Linked DNA regions of Sus scrofa: region 1 is linked to region 2. The links are chromatin contacts, called in public HiChIP or PLAC-seq maps. All regions are on one chromosome and are shown on one strand. Each heading gives the region's core, a stretch centred on a gene start, on an enhancer-like site or on the middle of the called end of the contact. The rest is flanking DNA. Distances are from core to core; before and after follow the strand shown.

What was found. HiChIP or PLAC-seq counts read pairs in DNA pulled down with a chosen protein or histone mark.
Region 1: a contact with region 2 is called in an H3K27ac HiChIP or PLAC-seq map of alveolar macrophages. The contact joins the promoter of TRMT1L here to the promoter of EDEM3 in region 2. A contact is called at or near these places in 1 of 5 promoter capture datasets (liver) and 1 of 2 datasets of contacts at active chromatin or transcription factors (alveolar macrophages).

Annotation. Positions count from the first base shown.
Region 1 is chr9:126,345,700-126,349,467 of Sscrofa11.1, forward strand. It overlaps TRMT1L (TRMT1-like protein), which reads right to left and starts at 1,577. Exons shown (of 16, transcript XM_021102636.1): 1 at 1,115-1,577. The coding sequence starts at 1,328. It overlaps SWT1 (transcriptional protein SWT1), which reads left to right and starts at 1,494. Exons shown (of 19, transcript XM_013979933.2): 1 at 1,494-1,625.
Region 2 is chr9:125,981,035-125,984,989 of Sscrofa11.1, forward strand. EDEM3 (ER degradation-enhancing alpha-mannosidase-like protein 3) reads right to left here and starts at 2,039. Exons shown (of 20, transcript XM_021102628.1): 1 at 1,597-2,039. The coding sequence starts at 1,757. LOC110262256 (a long non-coding RNA gene) reads left to right here and starts at 2,080. Exons shown (of 3, transcript XR_002347094.1): 1 at 2,080-2,643; 2 at 3,066-3,149.

The DNA.
Region 1 (3,768 bases), core at 327-2,826, 360 kb after region 2:
CTTTACTCAGGGGAGTGTACCTCCTTGCCCCCCATGTAGTTGTGGATGAAAAAACTGGCCTTACTTTGTACCTATTACCACCCTCTCTGTGATGAGGAGAAGCCTCCCTGAGGCTACTGATTGCGTCGTTTCTATGATCTGCCCTACTTCTAAATCTACTGTAACAACTTATATGTTGTTTTAAAATTGCAAAACAATTCCACTAGACCATAACCATCCAAATGTTTTATAAACGTTAATCTCACAACTGGCCTTGAAGTAGGAGAGACAAGAAATGCCTAAGATATTTCGTTATAATTCAGAAAGAGCATAAGGGTCAATTTCAGGACAAAAATTTTAAAAGAAAACTTGCTTAGATTTTACATTAAAAATGTTCAGAAGATTCTTAACAGTGAGTTACTCATCAATCTTTTAAATTCCTTTACGGTCCAATAAAGCACCACTTAGAAAACATGCACGCACATTCAGAAGCACAATAATATAGGCTGTTAATTTTCAACAGCGGACTTGCGAGGAAAAAACGAACTCAATAGGTATTTACGACTGAGGGAAGACATTTGTAATTTAGTCGATTCTTTCTTAAATCACTCATCAGCCTCAAATTCTTTTTGGAAGCAAACAGCTACAAAGAATGAAATAATGAGAAAAACCCATCTCTTGTCTATGTTGAGGCATAAAAGCTAATCAGCACCGGTTTATATATGTTGGCAGTCAGAGTCTGCTACAGTGAACAGGTTGCCTCGGTGACTATTTCATATTTTGAAGGACTTAGTGAACGGGGCTGCGAGGGAAACTACCCAATTAGGTGTAGTTTCTTATTTTTGTACCAGAAATAGGTCCCCTTTAATCAAGAAGCCCCCAATCTCATTACTTCCTTCTGTCCGTAGCACCCTTGGCCTCCGCATATGCTTCACTGTGAGGTCCCCGAGGTTTGCGGCGATGCCTTCCCCCATCCAGTGCCCGTTTTACCCGCTACAGGGTCCCTCCTTCCTTCCCCCATTTCTCTAAATTCGCCTTTTCTCATCAAAGCCACCCCAGTGAAGAAGGGCCTCCCGTACTCCCCAGCAAGGCGCACTTCTGCTGCAGCAGAAAGAGCTGGGCCTCCGGCACTTACTGCTTTCAGCCTCGTCAGGGGCAGAGGCTAGGGACGGGGACAGGGCCGGAGCCTGGGCCAGGGCAGGGGCTGGGACGGGAGCCGAGGCCGGCGCTGGAGCCGAGTCCGGTGCCGGGGCCGAGGCCGGAGCCGAATCCAGGGCCGGGGTCGGGACCTGGCCCTGGGCCCCCTCCACCTCCTCCTTCTCCTGGGGCAGCAGCTCCTCCTCCGCCATATTCTCCGTAGTTACCGCCTCCGTGCCAGGCCCGCCCCGGGACCAGGAGGGGCTCACGGCGGGGTGAGAGAACTGGCGTGAACGCCCAGAGGACGGATCCGAGGAGTGGGGCAGCAAAAGGGGAGGGCAGGATGCGGGCAACAGACAAAAGACGAAGAACCAGTGACCCAATCCTGTCAGCAGAAAAATAAAAAGCCAGAGCCGGCGATTCACGGTCCCGTCCGCTTCCTTTTCCCCGAGGCGTAACGACGTCAGCGCACACTGCGCAGGAGCGTGCTGGGGACGGCGTCCAATGAGGTAAGAAAGTGTTGTTTCCACGCTGCGTCTCCTTTCCAGCCGCCCACCCCCGAACCCAACCAGGACTGCACTACCCAGGGTGCACTGCGCCTCCGAGGTGGGGCGGAGCCGCGTTCCCAGTCCGGCGAGGACGTACGTGCAAAGCTAAACAAACGCCCGGAGAGTTCGAGCGGTAGCCTGCGTACGAGCGCAGAACTACATTTCCCACCGGGCATCGGGCTCGGGGTCCCTTCCCCTCGGGGTCCCTTCCCCTGGCCTGGGCGTCCCAAGTGGCCACCGCCGCCGCCGCCAGCGCCGGTAAGTTAAGGTAGGGAGCTGGGGGGCTCGTTGACGTTTCGCTGGGCGGACTCCCCGCCTGCCTCAGGTGCCCTAGTGGGCGGCCGACGGGACGGAGGGATTCCGGGGCCCCTCGAGTCTGGGCGGGGCCACTGTGGGCGGACCGGGGTTGAGCCTGCTTTCCGAAGGGTGTGGTTCTGGCCCGGCCCTGCCTTTGGGGGGCTCCCCCTTGCTGAGGAGTAGGCTTTGGTCAGTTCGTTCCCGAGCCTGTGGGTTTAGGAGGTTTACGAGCCGCCGACGAAGCTCACCTTTCACTCTGGTTGACTTGAAGTTGGAGGGTCTGCCCTTCGTTTCGCACCCTCATCTGACCCGCAGACTCTTTTCCTTTTATCTTTATTTTTGTTTTAACTTAGCTAGTCCCAGTATCAGCGCTGCGCTATGGTTGTAAAATTCCTGTGAATCGGGTATTGCGTTTTTGGGTGGGTGCCCTACCTTAGTTTAGGCTTTTAATGCCCAGAGCTCGTCAGTGTGTGGAGCTCGGGGCGCTTGACTAACGCGATTCAGATTCCACAAGGCAAATGCTCTAGCGTTCTCTGGTTCCCACACTTCTCTTCCCTTTACTCTCGGAGCCTGTGGGAGCTTAAGCCGCGCTCCTTCAAGACAGGGGTAGACGGGGAAAATCTGGATTTTCTGGCTGCTCTGCCAGGGATTTTCCGAATGTTAGTGGCAGCAAGGAAGGAAAGCGAAGCTGCTTTTAATTTCGGTGCAAGACTCGCACTTCCTGTTCGGTTCCTCGTTAATAAAACAGATACTTAATGCCAATTTCATGGGTCTGTTTATTTCCTACTTGTTTCAGTACCCAGGGGAGAGGAATTGTGATTATTTGGCAAACAGGAATTTGTCCCCCAGCGCCCCCCCCCCCGCAAAATTTGGAAGTTATGTGGAGGGGTCTTTCCCCCCCACCCCACAATCAGATTAGTGGAAACGTAGTTTATCCCCTCAAAGGTTTTGTGAATTCTAGTTCTAAAGCCCTCTTAGTGACCGCATACCCAACTTTGAGCTCGTATTCCTGAATGTATACTGCCTCACTGCTCTTCACACTTAATTGAAAATGAGATAATAACACATTATAACACAGATGTGAGTAGTGGTTAACTTTATTTATGCATCATTCTAGAATTGTTGGATTTGTTTATTTCTAAAAAAACTAGATGGATAATTGAAAGCTTGATCCAGTATGTCAGTCTCATCATTTAATACCAGCTGGAAATCAAAAGATGAAAAGAGTTGGATTTTAGCCTGTGCATTCTGTGGTCACTTTAATAAGAATTTCTAAGCATGGTCCCTGCTCTTAAGACATCTTATAGAAGGGGACTTGAAAGTTTGAAGCATTATATTAAGTGAGTGTATTATTCATCTATTGCTGCCTAAGTTATCTCAAAACTTAGTGGCTTAAAACAAGGAAAACATTTATTGTCCTACAGTTTCTATGGACCAGGAATTCAGAAACGGCTTTCTGGTTCTATCTGGTTCTGGGTTTCTCGGGAGGTTGCAGTAAGATACCTGCCAGAAACGCTGCTATGCGAAGGCGTGATTAGCACTGCAGGATCAGCTTCAAAGGTGGCTCACCTGCCTGCCAATTGATTCTTTTGGCAAGAAGCTTTTTTTTTTTTTTTTAATTTATTTATATTTTTGGCTTCACCTGTGGCATGTGGAAGTTCCCGGACCAGGGATCACACCGGCACCACAGCAGTGACAATGCTGAATCCCCAACTGCTAGGCCTCCAGGGAACTCCCTGGCAAGAAATCTTAGTTCTTCCTTGGTGGGCTTCTCATTGGATTACTTGAATGTCCTCAGGACATGGTG
Region 2 (3,955 bases), core at 789-3,288:
GAGTTCCCTGGTGGCCTAGCAGTTAAGTATTCCCTATTGTTACAGCTGTGGCTCAGGTTAGATCCCTGGCGCAGGAATTTCTGCAATGCCTCCAGCATGACCAAAAAAAAACAAAACAAACAAAAAAATAGGATGGCACTAGAGATATTATTCTACAACTTACATCGTTTCTGTCTTGGGAATATATCCCGTAGCCTTCTAAAGTCCTACCTCCTCCTTAATGTCTGAATATTATTCCATAACACGGATGTTCCAAGGAACCAGTTCCATTAGTTCAAAATGCACACTCTTGCACACCTATCTCTAACAGTGTTTTCTGTAGGACAGATTCCCTGAGATGGGATTAATGAACCAAGAGTACATACTGTTTAAATTTTAGTAGACACTGTCAATAAGTTACGGCAATTTACACTCCCATCAGGCTTCTTCCCACATCCCACCTATCCAGTACTCTATCCATGTATTGCGTTTTGTTGATTAACTTGATGGCAAAAAACAAAACAAAAAAAAAAACCCCAGCTATTTCATTTTTTTTAATCTCTCAGATTATAAGACTGAGTAACTTCATGTTTACTGACCATCTGTATCTCCTCTTGTGTGAATTAATTCTAAACACCCTTTGCCCATTTTCTACTGGTTCTTGGCTTATTCCTTATTTGTTTGTGGGACCTATTGTACATTAGGGATAGTGACTCTGGGTTCAATGCTGTACAGATAACTGAAGATTTACGGCTTTCAAGACTAATATGGAGATCCTGATGTGGCTCAGTGGAAACGAATCTGAGTAGTATCCATGAGGACACAGGTTTGATCCCTGGCCTTGCTCAGTGGGTTAAGGATCCACATTGCTGGTGAGCTGTGGTGTAGGTCCTAGATGTGGCTCGGATCTGGCGCATTGCTGTGGCTGTGGCAGAGGCCTGCAGCTACAGCTCCAATTCGACCCCTAGCCTGGGAACCTCCATATGCCGGCGGGTGCGGCCCTAAAAAAACAAACAAAAAAACCTATTAAAACTACTTTGAATAAAAAAGCATAGTTAATTAGGTCTTTTAAATATTGCCATCAAATACTATCCTATTAGGAAAGTGCAAAACAAGAAAACACCACAAGGAAATGGTAAAGTGTTTAAAGTTCAGGTTCCAATGAATACCCCCTTTTCCACAGCAGGTGTAAACATGATTTCCTTAACTACTGTGGGATCAGCAACATTTTCCCAGCTGGGAGCTCACTTATGCGAGAAATCTCACCACGTCCCTGATGAAAGACAACCCGCAGAATTCTCACGCGCAGGGACACGCTGCAGCCCCCTTCACCTGCCACTGACATGGCAGCCGCCTTGACACACCGCGGCTGGCCTCAAGGAGCTTGCACATGTCACCGACGGCCCCAGAGACACCCCGAGAGTCCCCTCGAGATCGCATCGCGGGCGGTGGCCCCGTCCTTCCTGCACCCTGTCCACCCCGCCAGGGTCCTCTCGAGGCAACAGCCGTCCCCATCGCGACAGGAGAGGCCACTGCGCGCCCAGGTCGCAATGACAGGCACCTAACCTGTGGTCAGCCTCACGAGGAAACCCACCCCAGGCTGCCAAGCGCCCTTACCCAAGCCTCTGTTTCTCCTCCCTGCTCATGGGCGCGGCCCCCGCCGTCCACACGGATGTGGCTGACACCAGACAGAGCGCGGCCGTCGCCGCCACCAGGTTCCATGGCGCTCGCTGGGGGACCCGAGACCCACAGCCCCTGCCGCCGCCGGCTCCGCTCATGGCCCCGCGGTTCCGCGCACGCGCAGCTGCTACGCCCGGCCGGTGGGACACATTGCTGGACGCCGGTGGCAAAGGGGCTGCGAGCCGTGCGGAGGGCGGGATGCGGAGGAACGCGAGCGGTCGCCGTCGCCGAACGGTTTCCCGAAGCCACCGAGCCGGTCCCCAGCGCCAGCGCTGCCACCGCCCTCCGCCCTCAGCGGCCCAGAGCGCCTCCCCCAGCTTTCCGGTGTCGTAGTCTAGGAAACCACCTCCCCCGACGCGACTTCCGGGTAGGGCCCCAGACGCTGAGCCTCAGGACCAATGGGGACCGGATCAGAGAGGGGCTGGCTCCGGGGACAGGAGAGGGTATTGGCCAGCAGAAGTGAGACGTGGACAAAAGGCGGGACTGGGGAGGGACCTCTAGCCTCGGCCGTCCTCCGACCCGTGAACTTGAGACCTGAAAACTACCGGTCCCAGCGTGCACTGCTCCCTCCTCGGAGCTCTCGCAGTTGGATCCGCCGGGCTAAAATTCCGGGGTGGGCGCGCTGCACCCTGGGACATGTGGTTCTCCGAGGGGCACGGGCGGTTCCTGCGATCTGGCTTTCCCTGGCGTCTTGCACCAGCCCTCCCTTTGTGGGTTGCATAGTTCCCAGGAACCTGTCAGCTCTTTAGCCTTTTTCCTGCAAATACATTTCCGTGAGTGCCGGCTAGATGAGGCTCACATGGCCTCAGGTCCGTGCTGCACGCCATAAGGAATAGTAGTCCCTAAATGCATACGCTTTTGGAGTTGTCCTCTGCCCTCACCGAGATTGCAAAACGTTAAAGGCAAAAATGAATCGAGCCTTTGACGGCAGTGTGCTGAGAGTTTTCCTTGTAATCGCTCATGTACTCTTGGCAACTTTAATTGGTAAGTACCCCGGTCCCATTTTGCAAACGAGGAAGCTGAGGTCGGAGAACTTAGGTTACAAGCCTCATCTGCTGGGTTAGATTCCAACCAGCTTCTGTGACTCAGAAGTCCTCGCATGTAACCACAAGGGTGAAATGAAGGAGGGCAGGGGAGGCCTCGCACTTGCTTAATAATAGTTATCTTAAAAGCTCAATGTAAGGAAAATAGTGTGAGCTGCAAAGAACGTTTAATAAAGATTGGAAATTGCAATTTATTTTGATCACCCATTCCCACCGATTCACATTGGTAAAATGAGAATTAGGTTCCTCTTGAAAATACACATCGTTTTTCACACGTGGTAATTGAGTGGGTAGGTGTGGAGTTTAGGAGCTTGGATTTGACCTCTATGACCACAGGAAATTGCTTTCTCCTCGTGCCCTCAGCAGCTGAGCTGCCTTTCTGGAAAGTTTCTTCCTTGATTTCTATCACCTTGCATCATCTGCTTTCCTCTCAGACGGACCATTCAGGTGAGATCAATGAATCCTCCGCCTTCATGCCCCCTCTTTGCCTTAAAATGCAGGTGCTTCCTGCATTTTAAAGTGTTTATGTGTGTGCGTTTTTTTCTTTGTACTCTATTCCGTGGTGATTTCTTCCACTTATATGGATTCAAGCATCATATCCCTGTGGTTGATATACATCCTGATTTCTAGACCCACTTTTCCTCCTCCCTAATAGAAATTCCCAAGAGTAAGCTCAAAAGTCATGTGTTCACTGATTCAAATTAATGTCAGTATCATCTTCAACGCATCCTGCTCCTCCACGGTCTGTGCCCAGTCACTTGCCAGTTAGATAGATTCTACTTCTGCTATCACTTTCTTTCTTTCTACTGCTTAGTTTAAGCCTCCATTACCTCTTTCCTGAACTATCACGATGGCCTCCTAAATTATTTCCCTGCCTCCCTAACTTTTCTCTGCATTGCTACTAGAGTTGGCATTTGAGGACATCTACAAACCCCTTGAACACATTATATCCCTTCTACCCCTGCCCTGCTCTGAAATCCTGTGGGAAAACTCACAGGTTCTCATGGTAAATCCTTTTCGGTGCCTTTGCTCACTATTCCCTCTGCTATCCCACTTTTTCTGTAGAATACTCACTACCCATGACGTCTGACTCAGATTCCATCTCCGAGGAATCCTTCCAAAACCTTCCAGCTATTAGACGTCATCCTCCTATTGTATTGTGTGTCTTTATTATTGTGTTTTTCACAGTCAGCCCTGTCCACTAGTTTGTGACTGCTTGGAGGGTATTGACTTTAGCTTATTTCTCTGTATGT